2 separate regions of the Mus musculus genome follow, and region 1 is linked to region 2. Evidence: chromatin contacts called from public promoter capture Hi-C data. All regions are on one chromosome and are shown on one strand. The core of a region is the stretch at or near the end of the contact, and the rest is flanking DNA. Distances in the headings are between cores, read along the strand shown.

Region 1 (3,561 bases), core at 910-3,409, 2.2 Mb after region 2:
GTTTTACCTTTAAAAGCTTTTGAACTCCATCGAAAGACACAGGTTGCAGGCAGAACTGACAGTTTTAATTCTACCCATTTTCACGAAGCACATCAAATCAAAGGCACTCATTTATTTTATGGGGTGGGCTATTAGAAAGGCAGATAGGGTGAATTTGATTGTCTATCCTAAAAATCCCAGAGAAATTAAACTCCCTCATTGAAACACAAACATTTCATTGCTCTGTACAATTAGTCTAAGACTAACTGAAATGTATACATTCATTCTGCCTAAACTTAAGCTTTTTACAACCCACCCCAGGATTTTAGCAAAATCTAGTAGGAGAGGTAGGGCACTTCTGTACAAACTGTAAGGAGGTGGTGTTGTTTTTGTAAGCCTAAAGCGCTTTTCATTATGCTTTTAATGTATTTAAATAGGTCTGTTTGGACATTCAAAGAAGCTACACATACAAAGATGGTTTGGCTCGGTGCCGTCAGACACAGCACTTTGAAGAAAAAAAACACAGAAAGAAAGAAAGGAAGGAAAGAAGGAAGGAAGGAAGGACAGAAGGAAGGAAGGAAGGAAAGAAGGAAAGAAGGAAGGAAGGAAGGAAGGAAGGAAGGAAGGAAGGAAGGAAGGAAGGAAGGAAAAATGTCTGAGCGTTTCCATGCTCATCTTTGCCTCAAATAAGTAAGTAAATAAATAAAGTGCAAGGCAGAAAAAAGTTTGCTGCTTGCGTCTGTAGGTCGTGCACGCGTGTCTCATGTTTGTGCATGACCCCCCCCCCCCAAGCTCAAAAGCAAGGGCGTGGAGGGATCATCCCCCAGAGAGCTGTGTTTACTCATTTTTTTTTAAATCCCTCGGCTATGTATGGCAAGTGTTACTTGAAGATAGTCATCGGCCTTCTCTAGATACTTCCAGGTTTTGCCGTAATGATCTGCAGAAGAGAGCTGCCATCACTTTCTCACATCCCAAGGTGTTGGCGGAACTCGGAGCGAGGGGAGAGTGCCTGTAATGCTTAATTGCCAAGGGGAGGGCGGGGTGCCACTCGGGACCCCGGGCGGGGCTTGGGGAGGTAAGGTGCAACCAAGGAGGTCTTTCTGGACGCTGGACTCTTCAGTTGGAGAATATTTGGACAAGGTATGATTGCCTCCCACCTCCCACCTCCCACCTCTTTTCCCCAATGCCTTTGGGGGAGAAGTGATACCCTTGTGTAACAATTAGCTCAGACAATAAAAATAATTGGAAAATCAGTTGGAATTTCTGAGTTTTTAATTACGTTTAATTTTGCACTAAGCCGTAAAATTACGAATGCCCCTCAATTAAACACTCTCCTCTTAAAAGCGTTTAACAACAATTATTCCTTAATCAGTCTGAATGTGAGTCACAAATGGTGCTTTTCCACATCAAAAGGACGTCCTTCCACGTTACCTTTTAGTCATAAGAGGATTAATTCCTATAATTAGAGGGATAAATATGTGCATAAATATCTCTCTCACTCTCTCCTTTACAACAACAACAACAACAACATCAACAACAACAAAACACTTTCACTGTGTAGGAGACATGGTGGGCTAGGGAAGGGGAGGTGTTGCTGATGCTGAGAGGTCGACTTTGGCCAGAGATCCTTTTGCACGCTGTGGCGGTGGGAATACTGGGCCGCGGGAGCGCATCTCACACTCAAAAACGCGCTCGGGTCCAGCGGCAGGTCCAAAGCTGGGGCCGCCAGGACCCGCTCGGAGTCCAGCCGAAGTCTTCCAGATGGCAATCCACATCCCACTTTCGCCTCTGGCCGGCGCAGCAGGACTTCATTCTGATCGGTGCCCGGGTCCCTAGGAATGGAAGTCCCTACCTTAAGCCGGAGCTCCAGCTTGACTTTTCAGGCTGCAAATAAAAATTGAGCATGACCTTTTAAAACTCCAGTGTGAATATCTCATTTACCTAATGACTTTATGTCACCTACGGAGAAGGTCAATTTCCTCTTAACCTTTCCCCTGCTGCTGCAGTAAGCATTCTTCCCTAATCAATGGTGGCTCGAATGATCAATTCCCATTTTATGATCGCTGACAAAGTCAGGCTAGAGGCGGGGTGAGACCGCGTTGTTGGCTTGGCCGGGACAGGGGCTTCGGGTACGCCCAGCTCCGCCCGGCGCCTCCGGAGGCTGCTCTCTCTCCAGCGAGTTCAGAGACCTTGGCAAACTTCCCTCCCCCACACGCAGCCGAGACTTCTGAGTTGTCACTAATCCGAACCTGAAATTCACCAGAGCCCCTTCAGTTACCAACAACGATCCCCACTGCTGCCGGGCCTCCCCCTCCTCCCTCTTCCGAGCGCTTTCATTTCCAAGTCTGCAGGCAGGATTGCCCGACTCTAAGGAGAAAGCGCGTTACTTTTATTTTTCGGAATTAAAATAATCTCCTTCTTTACTGTGATTCTCTCAGCTCCTCCGGGTTAATTTCGTGTAAACAAAGCAAGAACAAGAGCCTAAGGGCGGAGGACCCCCCAAACACACACACACACACACACACACACACACACACACACACACACACACACACCACCTTACTGTATCACATTACATAGGGTTACCCTAAATGTATTAGACACTACATTTTTTTGCTTCTATTTAAGTTATCCACGCCTTCCTCAAGTTTGAGGAAACAAGGAAGTAAATTACTAAATGAAGGCTAATTTGGGGTAAGTTTCCAGCTCTTCATCTTTGTGAGTTCAAATCTCTTCTAGGCTCTACTGCAGCAGGTGACTTTCACACACACAGGGCCTGTTTGGACTAGAGATTTATTCCTTCCTTCTTTTCTTTCTTCCCTTCTTCCTTCCTTCCTTCCTTCCTTCCTTCCTTCCTTCCTTCCTTTCTTTTCTTTCTTTCTCATTCATTCATTCATTCATTCATTCATTCATTTTTTTAATGTATTCCCTTTACATCCTAGACCACAGCTCCTCACCCTTCTCTCCTCTCAGTCCCACCCTCACAAACCTCTTCCCTTATTCCCCCCCTACTCTTCTCCTCCAAGAAAGGGAAATCCCCCATGGGTACCAACTGACTCTGGCACAGCAAGTCACAGCAGGACTAAGCACATCCTCTCTCATTGAGGCTGGCCCAATAATGTAGTTCAGCTAGGGAAAAGGGATATAAAGGCAGGCAACAGAATCAGAAACAACCCCCCCCCCCACACACACACACTCCAATTGTTAGAGTCCCCAGGTGAAGACATAACTGCATGCCTTCTACAAAAGCATAGAGGTCCTAGGTCCAACCCCTACATGCTCTTTGGTTGGTGGCTCAGTTTCTGTGAGCCCCCATTGGCCCAGTTTAGGTGACTCTGTAGGTTTTCTTGTGGTGTCTGTGAGCTCTCTGCCTCCTCAAGGCCTAGGATTGAAGTAGAGATTTCTTAGCACCAGTTCTCCACAGATACCTAAAATTCACTTCATTCTGCCCTAAGCTGATTTTCACTGACTCTAAACCCTGCAGAAGCTATTGACTGTTTTCAAACAGTTTGCAAAGTCTTGCATATCTAGGATTCAACTTCAGGAAATTCACTATTGGGGGGTGGGGGGAGATGTTCTGTG
Region 2 (3,311 bases), core at 548-3,047:
CTCAGAAATACAATAGAAACACTGTCAGTTTGGAAGAGTGCATACCTTCGATGCTCTGTGGCCCAACAAGATTCATGGCCTGGTGAGCCGGGTACTCCACGCGTGGCCTGGCAATGCCCAGCTGCTCCATAACCCCATGAAGCAGCCTCTGGATGTCTGTCTCTGAGACCCGGTCAGGGGTCCGTGGACTATAAGCGAATGCTGGATTCCACTCAAACATCAACCAAAACAAAAGGCCAGATAGCATAGCAGAGACCAGCCTTGAGGCCATTTTTAACCTGCAGAAGAAAGGACCAAGTTATATAACTTGGCCAAAATGGGCAACCATAACACAACTGGGGTGATATAACTATGACTCACAAGTTGAGGCTGAAGGACCACCCTGAAAGGAGACTCAAATGAAAAATTCCTAGAGGTTTGCTTTGTGTCCAAGCCAGGTAGGAAACCGCTGTGTGAAGGAAATAAGAAGACAGAAGAGTCTAGGATAAACTAGTCCCTCTAACTTGACACCTGAGGATTCTAAGGACAGGAATATGTTCTCACATCTATGGTCTGTGATCCTTGCAATCTAAGCACTTTTGGATTTGAGATAGGGAGGGTGGTAATTTTTAAGATCTCCTAGTTTAAGGAAAGAAAGGAATAACAAAAGGGAGTTAGGGAGACCCAAACAGTAAAAAACAAACAGACAATCAAAAAACATCCCAGAGAAAGGTCTGGAGTAGTGGCCGAGGGTGTTTGAACTTAGCAGACCAGCAGGCAATAGGTGAAGATCCCGAGCAGAGAGGTACGCCAACTCCTATCCTGCTCTGTGATGAGGGAAGCAAGCAACATGAGACGCTTGACTGCATACCAGCTAGGTCTTCCTGGGCAAGTTCCTCAGCCTCCTTTTCTACAGACCAAGGATAGCAACAATCTATCTTATAGAGTTACTGTGAAGATAAAGATCAAAATCATGTAAGGAGCATGGAGCAAAGCCAGGTACCTAGTAAGCCCCCTGCACGTCTAGCCCCTTGATGGTAATAAGCGGTTCTGGGAGTTAAGGTTTGCGGAGGCAGAAGCAGCAGGGAGAGGAAAGACAGTGACATGGTGGGGGATAAATCTGCCTTACATGTTGGTGTCCGTAGAAGCCACGGGAAGCTGAACAAGGAAACAGTTTTCACACAGCTTCCCTGGCAGCTGCTCGTTCAGGATGGGTGCTTCAGGCCATAGTCAGATAAACCCTTTTGAGCATTCACACGGGAATAGGGAATAAAAAGGTAGGGAACAAGCCAAATATCTTCCCTAAAACAAATACTTCATTTTATCTGTCTGCAGCTAACGGCCTTTCCTTGCAACTCACAGACATTAAAACCATGCTCTTCAAAGAGCCAAGGACCGCTATTTTAACAGCACAATCTACCGCTGTGATAAAAGGGCTGGATGCGGGCACCAGGCTCCATCATCTCCATCTTTCTTCATGAACTCCGAATACAGGATGTTTTCTTTACTGGCTAGCCCACGGATGAACTACCCAATCGCTGCTCTCGGAACTCCACCCCCACCCCTTATTTATAACCACCCCCTGTAATCCCCGCATCCATCCTTTGTCTGACCCCAGCTAGGGTTTCTGAAGGGCATGCTCCCCCACACCCAAGGAACCCAAGCACTCCCGCTTTCAGCTGAACGACAAGTCGGACCGCATCACCTGCATCACTGCGGAACTCACCGTGTGGCCGCGGGCGAGCTTCTTGCAATCTAGGCCAAAACAGGGAGCTGACGTGCTGGATAGCTCCTGCGTCACCTCCCTCCGAAACCTCGGTCCACCCAGGCCCCGCCCACAGCAGGTGGAAGAGGCCTTCCCAGAATTCCTGGAAGGCATTGCAGGCGCCTGCGTCTCAGGCCTGGAATGTTGCTCAGCTCCAACTGAAGCAGTCTCTGTGTCTCTTGGCTGTTTCTAGGGTGCCCCCTTTCTCCATCGACCCCTATGAACGTCATTTACCTCCTTTATCAGTCTCAAGCAATTGCCACAAGTAGATGGCATCTTTAATTGACATCCTCTAGATTTTAGAATTACCATACAAATGGGTTTCATGCTGGAATGTTCATACTCTCTTCTAGTACTTTTCCTTTCCTACCCCCGCACTTAAGCCCTGGTGACAGTGCTACCCTCCCTTAAGGCCCCAGGGGACCCGGAGGCTCTGAGCATTGCTTCATAAGTTCACTAAGAGGTGAACGTGCAGGACACTTTCGGGGCATGCAGAACTTACCTAAACAGACCTGGAACTTCTATTTTGTGATACCAACGGTGGGACCCAGGATCTTAGGAGATTCCTGGCCCTAAAAGTAACAGTACAAATGCTGCAAAGCCTTCATCAAGAAACTTGTGGTAAACAGCAAGTTCCAGGATGTGGTTAGAATTCAGATTTTCTTTTTTCTTACTGCAGCTAGAAGCAGCAAACCCACTGACATTTTACTGTAATGAATAGAAGCTGGAAGACTTGTCAGCCAGAAGTTTGTGTGAAAAGCCAGACATCTAGTGCCTTTGGTTCCCTGGATGCTTTCTGTTTCAGTCAAGATAATAAACACTCTCCTGGATTCAGGTACACAATACCTACTACTAATGAATACTGTTTACTCTCAAGTTGACTTCAACATAGCTCAGTTATATTCAACTTAATATTGGAAAAATAGGTTGCTGGCTGTGTAGTTGACAGAAACATACAAAAACTGTACGATTCATGTTGTACTTATTAGACAGGGTGTGAAGACCTTTTATTGCTGACAAAATGCAGATGGAAAGGACATTTTTATAAAATTTTGGTTCACAACTTTTGAGATTTCAGTACATGACGGTGGGAGCTCATGGAGGGTCAGGATAAAGAGCAGAGCATACAAGGTCCCCCAGTGACACACTTACTCCTAATGGTTCTACAACTGCTACAGTGCCACTAGCTAGGAACAAAGCATTCAGCTTGAGCCCCTGGGCAACAGTTCACATGCAAGCTTGAGGAGTGCATGGGTCTTACCATGGCTGATCTCAAAAGAGCCTACATACCTCAGCCTCCAGAATAGGTAAGATTACAGGCATGTGCCAGTACACTTGACTAAAACCTGGTATTTTTAAAATAAAATATGAATCATATATATCCTATACTTGTTTCTCAAAACCCTACAGTAAGTTCTTAGTGACCGTAGAATGTAACCCAGAAACCCACTAACTTTAGTGCTTTGTGTATTAAAATCTACTGCTTATTTATGAGAACACCCAAATACTAGTTTCTTACACTTAAAAAAATGAGAATAACTCTTGAAGTTACTGTACACTTTTAACT

Evidence for each region. Promoter capture Hi-C pulls out the DNA fragments that hold promoters and counts their contacts.
Region 1: a promoter capture Hi-C map of hippocampal neurons shows a contact between it and region 2, with 3 times the contacts expected there. The contact joins the promoter of 2810405F15Rik here to the promoter of Scg5 in region 2. A contact is called at or near these places in 3 of 39 promoter capture datasets (embryonic stem cells, hippocampal neurons and liver).

The regions. Positions count from the first base shown.
Region 1 is chr2:116,073,937-116,077,497 of GRCm38.p6, forward strand. 2810405F15Rik (RIKEN cDNA 2810405F15 gene) reads right to left here and starts at 2,160. Exons shown (of 1, transcript NR_033447.1): 1 at 612-2,160. The region is part of intron 2 of G630016G05Rik (RIKEN cDNA G630016G05 gene); the gene reads left to right.
Region 2 is chr2:113,827,294-113,830,604 of GRCm38.p6, forward strand. Scg5 (secretogranin V) reads right to left here and starts at 1,798. Exons shown (of 6, transcript NM_009162.3): 1 at 1,706-1,798; 2 at 46-278. The coding sequence starts at 271.